Linked DNA regions of Mus musculus: region 1 is linked to region 2. Evidence: chromatin contacts called from public HiChIP or PLAC-seq data. All regions are on one chromosome and are shown on one strand. The core of a region is the stretch at or near the end of the contact, and the rest is flanking DNA. Distances in the headings are between cores, read along the strand shown.

Region 1 (3,141 bases), core at 270-2,769, 190 kb after region 2:
TGCTCAAACAGGCCCATATCATGCCAGTCACTGGGAAAATATGCATGAGACTGCCAAGCATGTAGCCATGAGAACGAATTTCGGACCTGACTCCTGGAGACTGGGGTTTGGAGTTATTTGTAGATAAAGAAGCAGGGTGGCCTGAGGTGTCAGAAAAGTGACTATAGGTGAAGACTAAGGACGCATCAGCGATCTTTGTCAGGACCCCTTCACTGGATCTATGTTTCTAAACAATGGTGGCAATAGCATGTTCTGAGTGTGAAATTTTAAGCCTCCAGATTTCAAAAGGTCACCCTTGGATATCTGTGCAGGCTGCAGGAAAGGGCCAGGAACTTAAACTGGTTTACACCTTCAAGTTCCTGAAAAACACCAAGATTGCCACAGCACCCCAGGTGTTATATCCAGTAAAGCTAATAAAAATACGCGTGATCCCTAAAATTGGCAGTAAAAGCAACTTGGAAGCAAATGAAGAGCGTCACAAACCTCCTCTTGCTTAACTTTTGTCTTGGGGATACTGGGTAAACTAGTAACTACCTTGTGTCTGGTTCTTCACCCTAAAAAACAGCATCAAAGATTTCTGGGAGTTGAGAACGTGTGGTCTCTCACTGCATGGAGTTGGGTTCTCTGAAAGAGGGCCTTGAGCCAGGTTCATTGCCCTCTAGACTGTCCACTGTGTAAAAAACCAGCTAACCAATCACAACAATAGCACAAGGATAATGATGGTCTTCTTGATATTTGTGAAACTGGAAGGTGGTATCTCCCGGTTGGGCCCATCATCTGGCTGACTGGCTGTGAGGTGTCCACAAGTTTGGGAGCATCCAACCTATATAACTTCTGCAAGAGCTTTGAGGCTAGAGTTCCCCTGACTGCTCCATGAGGTGGTTATCCAAGTAAAATCACTTTTCCTTTGCCTCTACACCTTGTCTTTCAAATTAACTGGCATGCCCTGAGAAGAACAGCAACTCTGATTCCTATAAATAGTCCGAGGAACATTGGGTCTTGAGCAATATTTTTGTTTTTGCTGTTGTTGTTTGTTTGTTTCTTAAAGACAGAGGCTCACTGTGTATTTTAGGCTGGTCTTGAACTCACGATCCTCCTACCTCGTCTTCCCAAGTGCTGGGATTACGGATGTGCATCACCATGACCCACTAGAGTTATAGTAACTCTAGGTTCCGATTTTATGTGACTTTATATACTCTTCTAAACAATGGGCTGAGGAAGAAGCAGAAGTATGGGTGTTCCAGTGGGGCGATTCGAGCGTCTGGGACAACAGAGAAGCCCACGATCTAAAGGTGCTCGGGCATCTAGGTTAGGACTGCACTCTCAGAAGCCATGTCCTTCTGTGCATTTGTCTGGAGCGTCCTCTTCACACATTTTTGAGCAAGTTGGTGCCCTTCCGGGTTCTCTGCCGAATCTGCGGTTGCAGACGCGGCGGCTGCGCGCGCCTGCGGGAAGTGCGGCTGCGCGCGCCTGCGGCCTGGCTGCGCTATTTCATCATGCACCGGGCGGGCCGCGCGCCGCTTCCGTAGCCGCCCTGCGCACCGCCTAGGCGGCGTGCTCATGCCCTGTCTGCTCCCCTCGCTGCTCAGAGCCACCCGCGCCGCGCTGCCGCTCCTGTCGCCGCCCCGAGTGGTCGCAGCGTCCGCGTCTCAGCGGCTCCTCAGCGCTCCCGCGCAGCCCGCCGCCTCCCGGAGCAGCATGGACAGCGCGGAGGAGCTGCTGGCCCCACTGCGGCTAGCCGTGCGCCAGCAGGTACCGACCCTCGCCCGCAGCCGCGCGCCGCACCCCGCTCCTGTCCGTCCTTCCCCTGTCCCCGCGCTGCGTCGGCATCCGTGATCCTTGGGCCTCGTGCCCTCTCTGCGTACCCCGAATCCAGCCGTAGGCTTCGCCTCCCTCTTTGAGCGCCCCGATGGCTCGGCTCAGCGGCAAGCTGATGCTGCGCGCTTCTTTTCTTTAGTCTTGGGGATGCTTTGGGAAGCGTTCCCTTCTCTTTATCTTCCTTGCTTCAGTGTTTAGCCTGAGGACTGGCTCACGGTCGAAACGTGGCTATGGGGAGGTGTCGACCCCCCACCCCCCTCCAATACTGATGCGAATTCATGATCCCTCTCCTGTCATCTTTCTGCCTTCTGAAGAGAGTGTCTGGAACCAGCGAGCTTTCGGATCAAGCTGGAAATTGTAGATGGACTGACCGAGCCACTCAGTGAAGTCATCCATTCTTAGGGTGGAACACCTGAAAATGTCATTTTGCGGAAGGGAAGGGAGGTTTCTTAGCTGGAGAATCTGGGGATTTAATGCAGATCTCCTTTTTTTACTGTAGCACTGAGTGGTGGTGATCAGACTTAAGAGGGAAAGGAGAAAAGTATTTGGAATGATACCCACACCCAGTGAGAGCCAGAGCTTACAGTAGGGCCCGGCATCCATGACCTACTAGCTGTAAACACCGGTCGGGTTGCGCCTGCTCTGGCGCCTGATGCAATCGTTTGTCTAGCTAAGGAGGGTGGAATCCTGTCTTAAGGATAATTCATTGGAGCTGAGGTGCTGCAGCTTCGAGGAATTCTGCCACTTTGCTCCAGTTTGAGCCCGACTCAGTTAATAGGCTTTCATTTTGATTTTCACTATGGGCTTTATTTTTTCTTTTTTTAATTGTATGTTCTGTACATTCAGTCTCCATCCACCTTCCACTCCCCACATAAATGTATGTGTGACTCCTTTGTTGTTTTGTTGTGACCTAACTCCTTCCTTTGGAACAATACATCTAATTTTGGGGGAAAAAAAAAAGCACACACTGCAAACCCCTCCCTCTGCCACGTTAGCCTGGAACTGCAGTACATAGTATTCCTCTGTAGTAAGACTGAATGTAGTTAACTTCAGGACGCATTGATCATGGAGAGCCTTCCTGTACAGCTTGTGTGACCTTCATGTCCTTTGTTGTTGGTTTTGACTTGTTTTTTTGGTTTTATGTGTTTGTTTGATAGGGTTTTTGGTTTTTTTTTTTTTTTAACTTTGGGATATTTTCCCAATAGTTGAATTAATTTATTTAAGTTAGTTTGGACTTTTTTCTTTTCTACTTTTCCAGAAGTACATATACACTGATTAGTTGCGTGGAAAATTTGAGTCATACTGAGTCCAGTGTCACTGGAA
Region 2 (2,854 bases), core at 205-2,704:
TTGTGTCCAAAGTAGTATTAATGACTTTTGGACTACACAAAATAGGTCACCTAAACCTTGCTTCATTCATTTCCTGTTTCCATTATCTTCAAAAGTAATGATTTTGTAAAGACTACCGGAAAAAAATGAACAAAGACTTATCAGACACAGGCAGACAATAGAAAACATTGACTTTCCTTAATGGGCTTAAAACTTGGACCCATGTGAAATACATTTCCAAGAATCTCTGCTATGCAGTGATCTCTGTTGACATGAGTTATGTATGTTCCTTCAGGATTACTTTGGATGATTCATTAGAGAATCTTGTCTTTAGACTATAAAGCACTTGTTGAACAAGGTTACAATGTAGCAAGCAACCTTGTTTTGGAATGTATTTTGCTACATTGTGCTCTTCCCTGGTCTGGTGCTTTCATTTCACATATTTTGCTCTTAATAGAAGTAGGGTTCAGTGCTGGGGATTTCATTTGCTGTTTTCTCCATTGACCTCTTGAGCTGAAGTTATTCTTATTAGAAAGTCAGGGTAGGCGATCTGTGTCTTGTCCTGGCTTAGGAGGTTGTTTATCTTGTATTTCTAGGAGAATTTTTTCCTAGCAGTTAATCCTATACATGCCTACCATTTAATAGGTCTCCCTAGCAGCTGAAATGGCTGTCTTCTCAGGTTAGACTTCAGAACTTTAGCTGTGTATTATAAAACTTGTTTGCTTACAGAAAGTGGTTAATTTTAGTATGTTTGAAACAGTTTTTCTTTATAAATAAATTTGGAAAATCATGAGCGGTTTAGGACTTGACTGCTTGTGATTATGATTAGCCATAATTAGAGTTCTTTGTTCTGCTTCTTAATTTTGCTGCTATTCCCTCTGTAGAATTGAAGCTAAGGTGGTTTAGGTATTCAGTGTTGTCTGTAGGTCTAGGTGGGAGAGGAATTGGGAATAGAATATATACACAGAATATATAAGGATGTATAACTTCTGCCTCACAGAGGGTATCACACTTGAGAGAGAAGATGTACATAGCAGCAGTGATGTCACATAGAGTGAATATGGAGGCTGTTGGGCTCACGGGTGAGCAGGTAATGAGGAAAGGACCCCCCAAAGTCTGAAGTAAACCAAAAGCAACTTCGTTCACTGCAGGGGGGGGGGGGTGGGATGGGGGGGTGCTTCTAACTGGTTTAGAGTGTTGGTCAGGCTAGGAGCTGACACAACAACCTTGAAAGGGCAAAAGCAGTCTTCTTTTGAAGCATAAACCCACTGGCAGGTAGAAGGATAAATTGTACTGTAATTGGCCTTTGTGTCATTTAAAATGACAGACTTACCCATTACCCCACTAGGTTCCTGTGATATCAATGGCTTTGTTGGGGACACAGCTCCAACAAAGGATCAGTCTTCAGCTACCAGGCCCCACACATCTGAGAGGCCTTCCTGTGGAGGAGGAACTTGGTAGAGATCCCCTCACCTTGTCTTAAGCAACACGTGGCAGTTGTTCTCCAGTGTCCTCTGTTCACAGTTTAAACCAGGCCCTGGCAGCAGGTAAAGCATTGGCACATTTATGCCCAGTGGTTAGCGCACCACACTCCAGGTGGTGTCCTCTGGTATTGTGTGTCCTTCTCTTCTTGGAGGTTTGGGGGAATCACTCTTAGGACTTGGGAGTCTCTGTCACAGTAAGTTTAAACATATTAAGTGGCATATTTAGCAGATTTCTGACAGGTTAGAGGGCTGCTAAACACCTAGCATATATGAATTAAACAATCTTGGTCTGCTCTACGGTATCTGTTTTAAACTGTACTTTACAAACAAAACAGGAGACTAAATAGAATTTCATATTGTAATTAACCGCATCAGTTCCTAGGACGATGCACAGATAATGAGGAAAGGATCACCAAAGTAGTAAATTAAAAGCAACTTTACGGGAAAATGCTGCTAACCAGTTAGGGATATGGTCAGGCTCAGGGGCTGACACAATGACCTTGAAAGGGCATAAGCAGTCTCCTTTTGAAGCAGATGTTCAGGGGATAATAAAGGAATTCATATGAGGGTTAGTTCTGGAGCGCAGGGTGTGGCAGATAGCAGGATGTTGCTCAAGGCTATTTTAAGGCCTTGGTCTTATCTTAGCCTTTATGGGGCTCCTGCAGACCCGGTGGTTTTACTGCAATTGAAAAGACCTGCTTGAAGGCTTGCATGCAGTAAGAGGAGGGTGGAATTACTCTGGGCTCTTCACAGGCTAAGGGAGGTTGTTTCGGGCTTAAGATCTGAAGAGATTACATGATAAAACTTGATTTGAACTTGAAGAGATGGAAATAGGTTTTTAACAAATACCTGAAAACAAAGTATATTTACTTGAGCAAAAACAGGTGACATAGTTGTTCTCTTGGAGGAAAAGAATGAAATGGTTTCACTAAATTTGTATTAAGGTAATAATGGGAAATAATATGAAAAGTCAAGTCCAAAGACAGATGGCATGTGTGTACAGTAATGATCGTGCATAACAGGAGCCAAGATGCAGCAAGCCAGAAGCAGAGCTCAGTTCTGCTACTTTGGATTTCTTTCCAGTTGGACCTATATTCATTCCCTTTATACTTTGCACTATTGAAGAGAGGACAGCTGCCATATTTGGAGGTCCGTATTGCCTGGTATAGCCAATGGAGATTACTTTATAAAATGTCTTGTAAACACATTTGTCTCATTAATTTGTTCAGCTCATATATACTTAGAGTAAGCCTATCTATTATTTCCTTATAGTAATTATTAGTCAATTAAAACATAAAGGTTAAAATACAAGAACCTGCGAGCTTGGATCAGTGCCATCCACATAGCCAGCCTAGTGTTGAACCTGGCTACCTTCCCCCCGCCCCCCCCCC

The links. HiChIP or PLAC-seq counts read pairs in DNA pulled down with a chosen protein or histone mark.
Region 1: a contact with region 2 is called in an H3K27ac HiChIP or PLAC-seq map of embryonic stem cells, with 11 read pairs. The contact joins the promoter of Gars here to the enhancer-like site in region 2. A contact is called at or near these places in 2 of 484 Hi-C or Micro-C datasets (CD4 T cells and embryonic stem cells), 6 of 115 datasets of contacts at active chromatin or transcription factors (CD8 T cells, embryonic stem cells, memory CD8 T cells and 1 more) and 3 of 9 other capture datasets (adipose tissue, liver and pancreatic islet).

What each region holds. Positions count from the first base shown.
Region 1 is chr6:55,036,482-55,039,622 of GRCm38.p6, forward strand. Gars (glycyl-tRNA synthetase) reads left to right here and starts at 1,520. Exons shown (of 17, transcript NM_180678.3): 1 at 1,520-1,752. The coding sequence starts at 1,561.
Region 2 is chr6:54,849,882-54,852,735 of GRCm38.p6, forward strand. All of the region lies in intron 1 of Znrf2 (zinc and ring finger 2), which reads left to right. Among named protein-coding and RNA genes, the nearest start is that of Znrf2, 34 kb to the left of the region's middle. Within about 2 kb of position 1,455, at least 64 of the 459 cell types and tissues checked have an H3K27ac peak or open chromatin away from gene starts, as enhancers often do. A contact at or near this core is called in CD8 T cells, embryonic stem cells and memory CD8 T cells, where this site is marked.